2 separate regions of the Mus musculus genome follow, and region 2 is linked to region 1. The links are chromatin contacts, called in public HiChIP or PLAC-seq maps. All regions are on one chromosome and are shown on one strand. Each heading gives the region's core, a stretch centred on a gene start, on an enhancer-like site or on the middle of the called end of the contact. The rest is flanking DNA. Distances are from core to core; before and after follow the strand shown. Region 1 overlaps Ppp1cb (protein phosphatase 1 catalytic subunit beta). Region 2 has its middle 6.2 kb from the start of AI839979.

Evidence for each region. HiChIP or PLAC-seq counts read pairs in DNA pulled down with a chosen protein or histone mark.
Region 2: a contact with region 1 is called in an H3K27ac HiChIP or PLAC-seq map of cardiomyocytes, with 8 times the contacts expected there. The contact joins two enhancer-like sites. A contact is called at or near these places in 6 of 39 promoter capture datasets (the 3T3-L1 cell line, 3T3-L1-derived adipocytes, hippocampal neurons and 2 more), 9 of 484 Hi-C or Micro-C datasets (adipose-derived mesenchymal stem cells, cardiomyocytes, cortical neurons and 4 more) and 9 of 115 datasets of contacts at active chromatin or transcription factors (SST interneurons, cardiomyocytes, embryonic basal ganglia and 6 more).

Annotation. Positions count from the first base shown.
Region 1 is chr5:32,471,303-32,474,002 of GRCm38.p6, reverse strand. All of the region lies in intron 1 of Ppp1cb (protein phosphatase 1 catalytic subunit beta), which reads right to left. Among named protein-coding and RNA genes, the nearest start is that of Ppp1cb, 14 kb to the right of the region's middle. Within about 2 kb of position 1,317, at least 69 of the 459 cell types and tissues checked have an H3K27ac peak or open chromatin away from gene starts, as enhancers often do. A contact at or near this core is called in cardiomyocytes, heart atrium and uterus, where this site is marked.
Region 2 is chr5:31,563,863-31,566,562 of GRCm38.p6, reverse strand. No RefSeq gene overlaps it. Among named protein-coding and RNA genes, the nearest start is that of AI839979, 6.2 kb to the left of the region's middle. Within about 2 kb of position 1,417, at least 72 of the 459 cell types and tissues checked have an H3K27ac peak or open chromatin away from gene starts, as enhancers often do. A contact at or near this core is called in cardiomyocytes, heart atrium and uterus, where this site is marked.

The sequences.
Region 1 (2,700 bases), core at 68-2,567:
GTGATCCTTTCCCTCCTTAGACAGCATCGGCAGCTTATAAAACAACCACCACCCTTCTTAGTGCCTGAGTCTCTTTACATCATCACACCATCATAGTTTTTTGTAAAGCCTCAATACATGGATTAAGAACACTTCAATTCTGATCTTTAACATTCTTAGGGTAATCTAGATCTTTATGTTTCCCAAAGTTTTAAAATTGGCCTGTGTTTGTTTGACCCCCAAATCTGTAGGGCTTGTGGGATATTTGTGAAATGAACTGAGTCTAGTAGAACTGATGTCTTAATTTTAAGTCTTCTTCTAACCCATGACCTTCCCTTGCCTTTTATTAGCCATTTATTCTTTTATTTAATTTCTCTTGTGTGCATGCCTGTGTGTGCCTTTACTTGCTGGGCTATGTTACAAGCTTTGGTTGTTTTCCTCAACAAGGTTTATTTTCCTCTTGAAGCATTTACTATGGCAGTCTTGAGTATTTTTCATCAAGCTGATTTTGAGAAGACTAGTATAAATGTTTTAGTTTCCCACTATGTGATATTATGTAATTGTAATATATATAGGAATTAATTTTGTATACTGACTTTGTATATTATTAAATAAGTTTACAGTTTTTTTTTTTAATTTTAAGGCCAATCATTTGCTATAAAAGTTTGAATCCTTTTCTAATCCATGGTGGTTTGAATGAGAATGTGCCCTATAGGGCTCAAATCCTTGCATGCTTAGTCCCCAGCTGATGAACTATTAGGAAAGGATTGGAGGTGTGTCCTTGTTGGAGAAGGCAAGTCGCTAGGGCTGTGCTTTCAAGTTCCAAAAGCCCAAGCTCAGTTCTCAGTCCACTGTGCCCACCCCACCACCACGCAGCTGCTGCTCTAGCACCATGCTATCTGCTTCCTACCATAATGACCTTGGAGTAAACCTCTCAAACTGTAAACAAGCCCACAATTAAATGCTTTCTTTTATAAAAGTTGCCTTGCAGTCAGGCATGATAGTGCATGCCTTTAATCCCAGCACTTGGGAACCACAGGCAGGTGAATAGTGAGTTCCAGGCCGGCACGGTTTACAGAGAGTCCCAGGACAGCCAGGCTACAAAGAGAAACCCTGTCTAGAGGGAGAAAAAAAAAGTTGTCTTGGTCACTGGGGTCTCACACAGCAAGGGGAGAATAACTAAGAAGTTGTTACCAGGAGTGGTATTGCTGTGACAAGCTTGACCGGCCGCTTGTTGGTAGAAGCAGACTTTTAGGATATGGATTAGGAAAGCAGTTGAAAGGTGGGGCTTAACATTCTAGTAGGAGCCTGAAAGATAGTAATGGTTAACTATACCACACACCCAAGTATGCTAATTTGAATGATGTCAGCACAGCACAAGAGTTTTATCAGCTGACCCAGAGAACATTCTTGTGATAACTTGGCAAAGAATGTAGCAACTTTTTGCCCCTGTCCTAAGCATCTGCCTGAGGCTAATTAAAGAGTTTTGGAATAATGTCATTGCAGAGGAGACTTCAAAGACTTCAAGTATAGACTGCATGAAGGTGTGAGTGAAGCCTGGACAGTGTTGAAGAACCCAAGATGCTGGAGGTCAGAGTCATGGGATACCTGCCAAGGAGAGTTGTTATCAGATTGTGGAACTAGTCCAGGAGAGAGGTGTGTTGCAGTCAACAAAACTGAAAGGAACTGGACATCTGAAGAACACTTTTGACATCAGACACAGATACAGAACTTGGAGTCTATCCTGCTTGGTGTCAGTTTTGCTTTGGTCCTATATTTTATCATTATGCTTTCTTGCTGTACTGGCAACTTGTGTCAACTTGACACAGCTGGAGTTATCACAGAGAAAGGAGCTTCAGTTGAGGAAACGCCTCCATGAGATCCAACTGTAAGGCATTTTCTCAATTAGTGATCAAGGGGGAAAGGCCCCTTGTGGGTGGGACCATCTCTGGGCTGGCAGTCTTGGGTTCTATAAGAGAGCAGGATGAGCAAGCCAGGGGAGGCAAGCCAGTAAAGAACATCCCTCCATGGCCTCTGCATCAGCTCCTGCTCCCTGACCTGCTTGAGTTCCAGTCCCGACTTCCTTTGGTGATGAACAGCAGTATGGAAGTGTAAGCCAAATAAACCCTTTCCTCCCCAACTTGCTTCTTGGTCATGATGTTTGTGCAGGAATAGAAACCCTGACTAAGACAAATTGGTATCAGCATAGTGGGGTATTCCTGTGACAACCTGGCCATGTTTTGGGGAGGACTGAGGGAGGACTTTGGAACTTTGGGCTTGAAGATCCATCCTTTGTTAAGAGCTCTGTCGGATATTGTGTAGGAGCTTGGAAGATAATGTTGAGAACACTGCAGAAGATGGAGGTCTGGTTTGTGAAATTTCAAAGGGAAAATTAAAGACTCTTTTCAAGGCCATTGCTGTTTTGATTGTGAAGATTCTGTAGTTCTGGTTAGCTGGGGCTGAAGAATCAGCTGTGATTAACAAGATACCAGAACTACAAAAGCAAAAACTTTGCATTACTGGGACTATTGATGCTGGTTAGCTGGAGCTAAGAAATTAGCGGTGATTAAGAAGAGACCAGCATCATTGAGGTGACATCTTCTGGGAAGTGTTTTCTGAGAGCACAGTGGCTTTGTTCCAGATATAGCCAAAGTTGTACCTTGTGCTGTGGCTGGACTTGGTAATGTGTAAGGGTCACCCAGGTGGTACTGGTTTTGAAGG
Region 2 (2,700 bases), core at 168-2,667, 910 kb after region 1:
GGTTTATTTCAGCCATGGCACAGCCTGTTCCAACTCTGGAACATTTATGAGATGAGCCAATTTTTAAAAATCATACAAAATAAATGATTTCTCTTGGAGCTAAAGGGTGGGGCTGCCAGGGTGGGAGACAGGTTTCTGGCTGGCTCTGGGCAGTTTTTGGTTTATCCTTCAATATATTCTTTCCCTCTCTTGCCCATGGGAACCAAAGGGGCTGCCATGGGATTTCCTGCCTCTATTTCTCCAGACTATGATGTGGAAAGATTGGGACATTCAACCGTAAGATTTCCGGTTCTCATCTCCACCCTCGTTAGTTCCACTCCAGAGCCTGGCTCTAAACCACTGCATTCAAGCCACAGCCCCATCTAACTGGTCAGTCTCGGGATGCAGATGTCGGAATGCGACCTGGGCATCCCACTCTCTCTGTAGCAGCTTTCTCTTCCTCTCTGCTTATGAATTCTGGCTTTATCCTTCAAAGTCCAGCTGTCACCTCTAAATCCAACTGTCTTCCTTGTAGTTGGCCGGCTATTAAAAATATTTCTTTTCAAAGTCCAACCAGGATTAACAGGACAGTTAAAAATGTCAAGTTTCTTTTTTTCTGACTAGGATATTAACCCAGCATAGTGATGTTAGGTATCTCAGTTGATCTGAAATGATTATTTGTAGCTATGAGGGTATTTTATCACCAAAAGACTAGAAATTAAAGATTGATACGTTCAATTTGGGGACCAAAAAAAAATCCTTTATTCAAACCTTAGTTTAAGCAGGTTTAACTGTAATCCTAGCACTCCAGACTGAAGGAGGAAAACTGAGGGTTCAAGGCTAGCCTGAGCTACATAGCAAGACTGTCTTTAAAAAAAAAAAAAAAAACAACTAAAAATCACAGCCATGCATCTCAACCAACTGAACACATTGTTAAGTATTCAAAGGATGGATAAGAGGAGTCCTTGTGGTGAAGGGACACTGAGAGGTCCTACCCGGCCTTTTGACACATGCCTGACTTGTTTCCCTAAAAGACCAGGTCCACAGGAGGCAACCTCAAGGATAGATGCTTGAGGTCAGTGACGCTCTCCAGCTCCCGAGATTACTGCACCCTCTGCCAATCCAGGCCAGTAATCCCATAACAATCAATTTAGGAGCTGTCCCAGCCCCAGGCCCTGGATGCCTCAATGATGGCATGTCCTCACTCAGGGAGTGCGGTGGCTGATGAGAACATGGGGCCATGGCAGTGTGTCCTGGACTCCAGTGCCCACACCAGCACTCTCTGGGGCAGCTTGGGACAGCTCCCCCAGAAGCCTGGCCAGCTGTGGGAGGTACTGTTCTTCTTTTCCAAGATTAGCTCAGACTTCAAACACCAACCCTGGGCCTGCTCCCTGCCAATGAAAACAGTATGTCAGGAGCCTCTTTAGGTATCTGGAGGACAGCTCCCTCGGCTCCGCCCTTCCTCATATGAGGTCATTGAATTGGGATGACAGAGCAAACAGTGACATGCGCTAGGACTTGTTCCCAGAATGATTGCAGGGATTCTCCAGGCCTTCTGTCCTCCCCACTTCAGAATGTGTGGGCAGTAAGCTCAACTGTACTTAGTAATTGGGTTTCTCGGCAAAGAGAAGGTAGGGCCTGGATAGACAGACACTAGCACAACCAATTCCTTCGAAGCCTCAACACACTTTCGCACCATTCTAATGTGACTTAAGGCGGGGAGGAATTCCATACCCCACTCTACAGAGGCGGAGGAGAAGGTGAACAGTTCAGCGTTCCGTTGCTTAGGCAGACTCAGGCTTGCAATTATTTTGTCAATAGTTTTGTTACATCTTCCTGCTTTACCAGAGTTTCTTAAAACTTGACTTTGGGAACCTTAAACTTCCTACTCTTTGCCTTGCTGTCTACCAACAACAGTTTTGAGCCACGGTCTCACATATACTAGGCTGGCCACAGACTCCCTATTAACCAAGAATCCTCCTGTATCTATGTCCTGGGTACTGCGATTAGGTGTGTGCTACAATGTTCCCAGGGCTTTGTGTGCACCTGGCTGGCACCTGGCTGTCACCACCTGAGCAAGCTATAGTTTCCAGCCCTGCTCTTAACTGGACCCACACTGAAAGTTAACTTTGGGAGCAGGGGATGGGAATGGCTCAGCATGGAAGAGGGCTTGCTCGATAAGCATGAGGACCCAGGTTTGAACCCCTAGATGGACACAGCTCCATGTGCCTGTATTTCCAGCATTGGGAGGGGCGGGGAATTGGGGCAGGAACGAACAGATCTAGAGAGCTCAATGGCCAGTCAGCTTGCCCAAAACAGGGTTTCTGGTTTAGCGAGGCAAACTAGGTGTGTCTTCAAAAGTCACTAGTTTCCAATCTGTTTCCTTCAACATCAATGACAGCCATGCCCTTTTTGCCACTCAAGTACGACAGAGGACAGATCTGGGGAAGGAGAGGTGTGAGAATCCTCTGTAAACCATAAAGTTGTAAGAGCACTATGGGATGGCCCAAATCTCCCACTGACTGTTCTCCCTGTGACTGGCGAATGACTCTCAAGGAGAAAACAAGGGCAGAAACGATGGGTTGGAAAGAGATTTGGGGAGCAGCCTCTGGTTGGAGAGGGATTTGGGGCACAGCTGTTGGACCTTGGCTAAGTCCCCGGGCTAGCGCGCTGCTTCAGGTGTCAGGTTTGGAAAGACACTGCTGCGCTGAAACAACTTGC